Linked DNA regions of Pan troglodytes: region 2 is linked to region 1. The links are chromatin contacts, called in public HiChIP or PLAC-seq maps. All regions are on one chromosome and are shown on one strand. The core of a region is the stretch at or near the end of the contact, and the rest is flanking DNA. Distances in the headings are between cores, read along the strand shown. Region 1 holds the start of DDX31 (DEAD-box helicase 31). Region 2 holds the start of CFAP77 (cilia and flagella associated protein 77).

Evidence for each region. HiChIP or PLAC-seq counts read pairs in DNA pulled down with a chosen protein or histone mark.
Region 2: an H3K4me3 HiChIP or PLAC-seq map of stem cell-derived excitatory neurons shows a contact between it and region 1, with 5 times the contacts expected there. The contact joins the promoter of CFAP77 here to the promoter of DDX31 in region 1.

The regions. Positions count from the first base shown.
Region 1 is chr11:5,790,898-5,793,597 of NHGRI_mPanTro3-v2.0_pri, reverse strand. DDX31 (DEAD-box helicase 31) reads right to left here and starts at 1,295. Exons shown (of 19, transcript XR_010148803.1): 1 at 640-1,295. It overlaps GTF3C4 (general transcription factor IIIC subunit 4), which reads left to right and starts at 1,379. Exons shown (of 5, transcript XM_016961943.4): 1 at 1,379-1,735. The coding sequence starts at 1,379.
Region 2 is chr11:6,049,865-6,052,564 of NHGRI_mPanTro3-v2.0_pri, reverse strand. It overlaps CFAP77 (cilia and flagella associated protein 77), which reads left to right and starts at 1,312. Exons shown (of 6, transcript XM_001168332.7): 1 at 1,312-1,783. The coding sequence starts at 1,589. It overlaps TTF1 (transcription termination factor 1), which reads right to left and starts at 1,270. Exons shown (of 11, transcript XR_001721062.4): 1 at 1-1,270.

The DNA of each region.
Region 1 (2,700 bases), core at 46-2,545:
TAGAGATTCTTTGCAGATGCAAATGTCCACCCCCCCCCCCCCAAAGAACAGCTTTGCAAAGCCATTTCAAAATATGGCAAAGAAACATGTTTAGGGGTAATATTTTAACTTTCTTCTTTGTCACATAATGTTAGGCCAGAGCCAGTTTGGAAAGTAAGTCACGATATATAGGGTTAAATGAAAGCCATCTGATGAGAATTTATGGTTTGTAGGGCATGACTCTTCCCAGACAGCAATGCGGGCAAGATTAAAAAAAAAAAATCAGAGCTTAGTCCGCACTCAGTCGAGGAAACTGGCTTAGAGAAGTTAAGCTTTGGCCTGGGGCTTGCGCCGGAACTTCAGGTCCTACCTTCCACGGGAAACAGCCTCTAATTCCTTCCTTTACTTTTCTAGGCGCAGGAGCCAGCTCCCCGCCCCTCCACACCGCTCCACTCCCCGCTTCCAGGCGCATCCCCGCGGGTGGTGTTCCGGTTAGAGACACGTGTTTCGGCGCAACTTGTCCCGAAGCTGCCCGGTGTCTTTCTCCCGCTTAACTCCGTGAATGACTCGAAACCCGACTCCAAGGCACGGCTGCAGCTCGCGGCGCGCCCACAGCCGGGCCGCGGGTGGGGACGGAGCTGAAGCCGGGTCAGAACTCACCCGACTCGCCTGGGCTGGGGAACGTCTGGAGAACGTCCTGGGGTTGTCGAAGAGCGAACCGTCGGCGGCTGCCATGGCCTGTGTGGGTGACGCGTGGTGCAGCAGCGAGCCCGGTGCGCAGACTGCTGGGCCCGGGACCCCACGTGGGACGCGCGAGGACCCTGCGCCCCCGCCCCTTCCGGGTCCGGAACGGCTCCAGCTGTACGGACTCGTCCCGAGGGGAGCCGGGGACAGCGGCACCGGGCGGGTAGGGACAAGACTACCGCGCGTGCCCCCGCCTGGTGGCAGCCCCTCTCTGCGTCCCTCGCGGCCTGGCAAAATTACACTCGGCCGAGAGTTCACGCTGGGGAAGCTCTCTGAATGCCTCTGAGAAGCGAGATCCGGCGCCATCTCACCGACGAGCCTCCCCTTTACCGCCCCGTGCGTTTCCTCAGCACTTTAGGAACTAAAGCCTGTCTGGGTAGCTCCCTAACAGGCTCTGGAGCTCAATCCCTGGGCAGGGAAAAGGGGGTCCTCGGGGCTCCCCGCTCGCTGTCCTTTTTCTGGACAGGCAGTTCCTTGGCCACCTGGTAGGGCCGCGTTGCCTGGCAACGGCGGGGTCCTTCTTGGCTCGGCGGCGCTCGGGGCCTGAGGGGAGAAAACCGCCGCGGAGGGCGCTGGGGGTGGCGGCGGCGGTCCGGGAGGTGGTCGCGCGACTGCGTGGAGCGCCAGGGCGTCCGACCTCTGCACCTGAGAGAAGATGAACACGGCCGACCAGGCCCGGGTGGGGCCCGCGGACGACGGGCCTGCGCCGTCCGGGGAGGAGGAGGGAGAGGGGGGCGGCGAGGCGGGCGGGAAGGAGCCAGCAGCGGACGCGGCCCCGGGGCCCAGCGCTGCATTCCGCCTCATGGTGACTCGGCGGGAGCCGGCCGTGAAGCTGCAGTATGCGGTGAGCGGCCTGGAACCGCTGGCTTGGTCCGAGGACCACCGCGTGTCTGTGTCCACGGCCCGCAGCATCGCTGTGCTGGAGCTCATCTGCGACGTGCACAACCCGGGCCAGGACCTGGTTATCCACCGCACCTCGGTGCCCGCACCGCTCAACAGCTGTCTCCTCAAAGTAAGTCATCCCCCGCCATCCCTGGGGTCTTCCCCTGTCCCCCTCTCGCGGCCGCATCATCCGTCCCAGGGGAATCCGATCCCACACTCTGTCCGGGGATTTCCCTCTTCGCCCCGAGCGCTGGGGATTTATTAAGCAGCCGGGGTTACCACAGCTTAAAAAAAAAAAAAAGAAAAGCTCTGCAACTGTCTGCACCCTGTTTCCCCAGGTCACCCGCCGCCGCAAACACAGGTCCACACCCAGGGGGCTTCCCGGAGTTGAGTCCCACGAACCCCTCCTTCGCCCCTGCGTCGGGCCCGCACATGGAGCGGGTTACTCGGTGGTGCTTTCTGAGACTCCACCCCCTGTAGATCCAACCCGGGGCCTGCCTCTGTCGTTGCTCCTATTGTTTGGGGCCGACTTTCCAAGGTTCTTGGCTGGCTTTGTCTACTGTGTGTGTTATCCTCTCGCGCCTCTTTAGCTTCAGAAAAGAAAAACTGATCCCATCCATTGTCTTAATTGTTTCAGTGACTTTATTATGAATGGTCCTCGCCTCCCCTTGGGCAAACGGGTAAATACTGGATCTCGGGGGTTTGTACTTTAGTTTTTCTTTACTAGTTAAACATCTTTGGGATGTTGAATGAAAATAAAGATTCGAAACAACTGCCTATCTTAAACTTCAAGCGCAAGGTCAAGTAGTAAGCCATAGCGTTCCTTTTAGTTGCTTAGAGGTGTAAAAACTTTCCATATATCCTTGATAGAGGTGTACGCTTACATGTGATCTGTCAAAGTGTATATTCATACATTCAATAGATATTTGAATACCATTCTGCTTGGTGCTGCCCCATGTTCTGGAAATAAAGCAGTGTACAAAACAGAACCCCTGCCCTCATGAAGCTTACATTCTTTGGCAAGTCAAGCACAAATGATAAGGTCCTGTCAGGTAGTGATAAGCACTGTAAAGATGTGTATCCGCACATAGAGAA
Region 2 (2,700 bases), core at 63-2,562, 260 kb before region 1:
CATCACATTCCACCAGAACAAGGGCCAAACTGCCTCATCATGGGAATACCTTATCAACATCTTCCCGGGCAGCAGGCCATACCCGCCGGGCCCCTCCCCGCCCAGGCCTATAATTTCCCCAGCCTGTAAGCAGCGGTAGGCACTGGCATAAGTTGGTCTCCCATCTCTGTAGGTCTCATGCTGGACATAAAGCCTGAATTTGCTGTACAGCCGCCACTCTTTCTTTAACCCTCCCCTTCCCTTCAAAATCTAACCGAATCTAGGTGAAGCCTATATGTATTTTCATTGTATTCTTCTTTCGACTTTCAACTTTTCTGTAGGTTTGAACTTTTTCACCAAGTTGTGGGTGGGTGGGTAAGGGGATTTTTAAAAATGCAGCATCTGGCCTGGTGAGGTGGCTCATGTCATTATCAGAGCAAGACTCCGTCTCTTAAAAAAAAAAAAAAAAGGAGAGCCTCAGATGCCATTTCCAGATATTCTGATTTAGTGAGTCTGGGGTGAGTCCTGTGAATCTTCGTTTTTCTTTTTTTGGCACATGGTCTCATTCTGTCATCCAGACTGGAATGTAGTTGCTGAAACACGGCTCATTGTAGTCTCAACCTCCTCAAGTGATCCTCCTGCCTCAGCCTCCCCCATAGCTGGGACCACAGGTGTGTGCCAGCACACCTGGGTAATTTTTTAAATTTTTGGTAGAGATGAGACCTCACCATGTTGCCCATGCTGGTCTCAAACTCCTGGGCTCAGGCCATCCTCCCTCCTAGGCTTCCCAAAGCAATGGGATTACATGGGTGAGCCACCAAGCCCAGCCCAAATCTGTATTTTTCAATTTCCCTTCATTCTGTTGCTTAAATTTGGGAACCATTGATGTAATCCAACTCTAGCGTTTGTCACCCATCTCACAGGAAAAAAAGAAAAAAAGCCCTTAGGATCCAAGAGGGTGACTTGCCCGAGTCCTCCCAGTGGGTCAGCATCAGCATCAGGCTTGGAATGCATTTCGTGCTCTGTCTCAGGTGTGTGTGTGGCGCAAAGAGCAGAGGTGGGGAGGGGTTGTGAGTGGAATGGGGGTGAGCGGAGGGTGGAGTCTTCGACTTGGAAGACAAATGTAAATGATCCTCTATGAGCCACGCCGCTTTGAACGCAACCCACTGGAGATTCTCGGTTCTCCTGTATCGATTCAGGAAAACTCCAAACAAGTCCACACTGGTAGCCACCAAGAGTTTCTTGAAAGAAAAGTACAAGCCGAGCCGGGCTCTGTTGGCGTCCCGTCGCCAAGGAGACGGGCCGTTGCATTCGTCCTCCAGGGGTGGTCTTGGTTTTCTTTCCTCTCCCAGTCTGCAACGCGGGGTCCAGGAGACGCCCTGAGGATCCCGCGGGGCTCCTGCAGGGCTCCGGGGCTCTTTGCGATGAGGGGCCGGCGCGAGCGGGGCGCGCCTGGCTCCGGAGGGGTCCTGGCATCTGAGTTTCCCCCTCAGGATCCCGGTGGTGCGGCCCGGGCCGCCCGGCAAGCACTTCGGAGCTCCAGGCTGTGCCCGACTTGGGGAAGCGCGCCCAAACCAGCCCGCGGGCCGGCTCCCCGGCGACCCCAAGGATGCCAGAGGCCAGGAGCTCCGGCCCGGACCTCACGCGATGGAGGAAGCAGCAGCAGCCTGTGCGCCGCACGGTCAGCCAGGTCTGCCCGCCCCCGCGGCGGCCCCTGACCGTGGCGGACATCCGTTCCGGCATGGAGAACGAGCGGCTGGGGGTCGTGCGGGACTCCATGTTTCAGAACCCTCTCATCGTCAAGGTGAGCACCCCACGCCCACCGCGCTTTCGCTGTCGCCGGCTCCGGGCACCCGCGCCGCCGGGGGTCCCCACCCGCAGCGCCCTGGCCCCGCGGCCCGGGGTCCGAGCGCAGCGTGGGAAGCTCCAGCCCTGGTCCAGACAGGCCTGGAACCCGTGCAGGTCGCGTCGCCTCTCTCAGCCTCCGTTTCCCCATCCTCACAGTGGGATGATAATGGCACCACTAAAGGGACTGATTGGGAAGATTGAATAGGGTAATTTCTGCAGGACCTCGGGACAGCGCCTGACATGGGGTAAGGCTGCAATGGGGGCTGTTGTGGTTTCCCAAAGAGTGAACCCACAGGGTGACAGGTCGCACACGCCCAGTCTAAGTGGTGGCTGCCAGCCCTCCCAGGGTAAAGGCCGCCTCTCCCGTTCCCCTGCACGCCTGGGGTACGTCTATGCAGCGGTGGCTCCGTGTCTGTCCCGGAAGCATCATGTCGAATGTTCATTTCCGTCCGATCATACTAATTTCTTACCCAAATTACAACCCTAAGAGAAAAAAAGCATAATCTTTGGCCTAGGAGGCTCCGCAGAAGAATGAGGGAGCTGCGGTTTCGGGCTGGATCACTTTCCCTTCCATTACGCTTCCCTCCTCCCCACCTTTAGCCTCGCTTCCCGCTGATGGGAAACCAACACTGCTGTGGCGGCCACACCTTCCCGGGGGCCACTGGAGAAGTCAGGCTGAGGCTTGGGGGTCAGGGAGCAAGCCTCGAGGCGAATTTATCTTGCGCCGCTGGAGGGCAGTGCGCCTTTAAAAATGGGCCCCGCGTCCCAGGTGCGGGAGTGGAAGGCGCAGGTGGTAACTGTGGATTCAACAGCAATTATTTGTGTGACCGCCAGGCGCTGAGTGGAGCCCAGAGGTGGTGGTGGCGGTTTGTT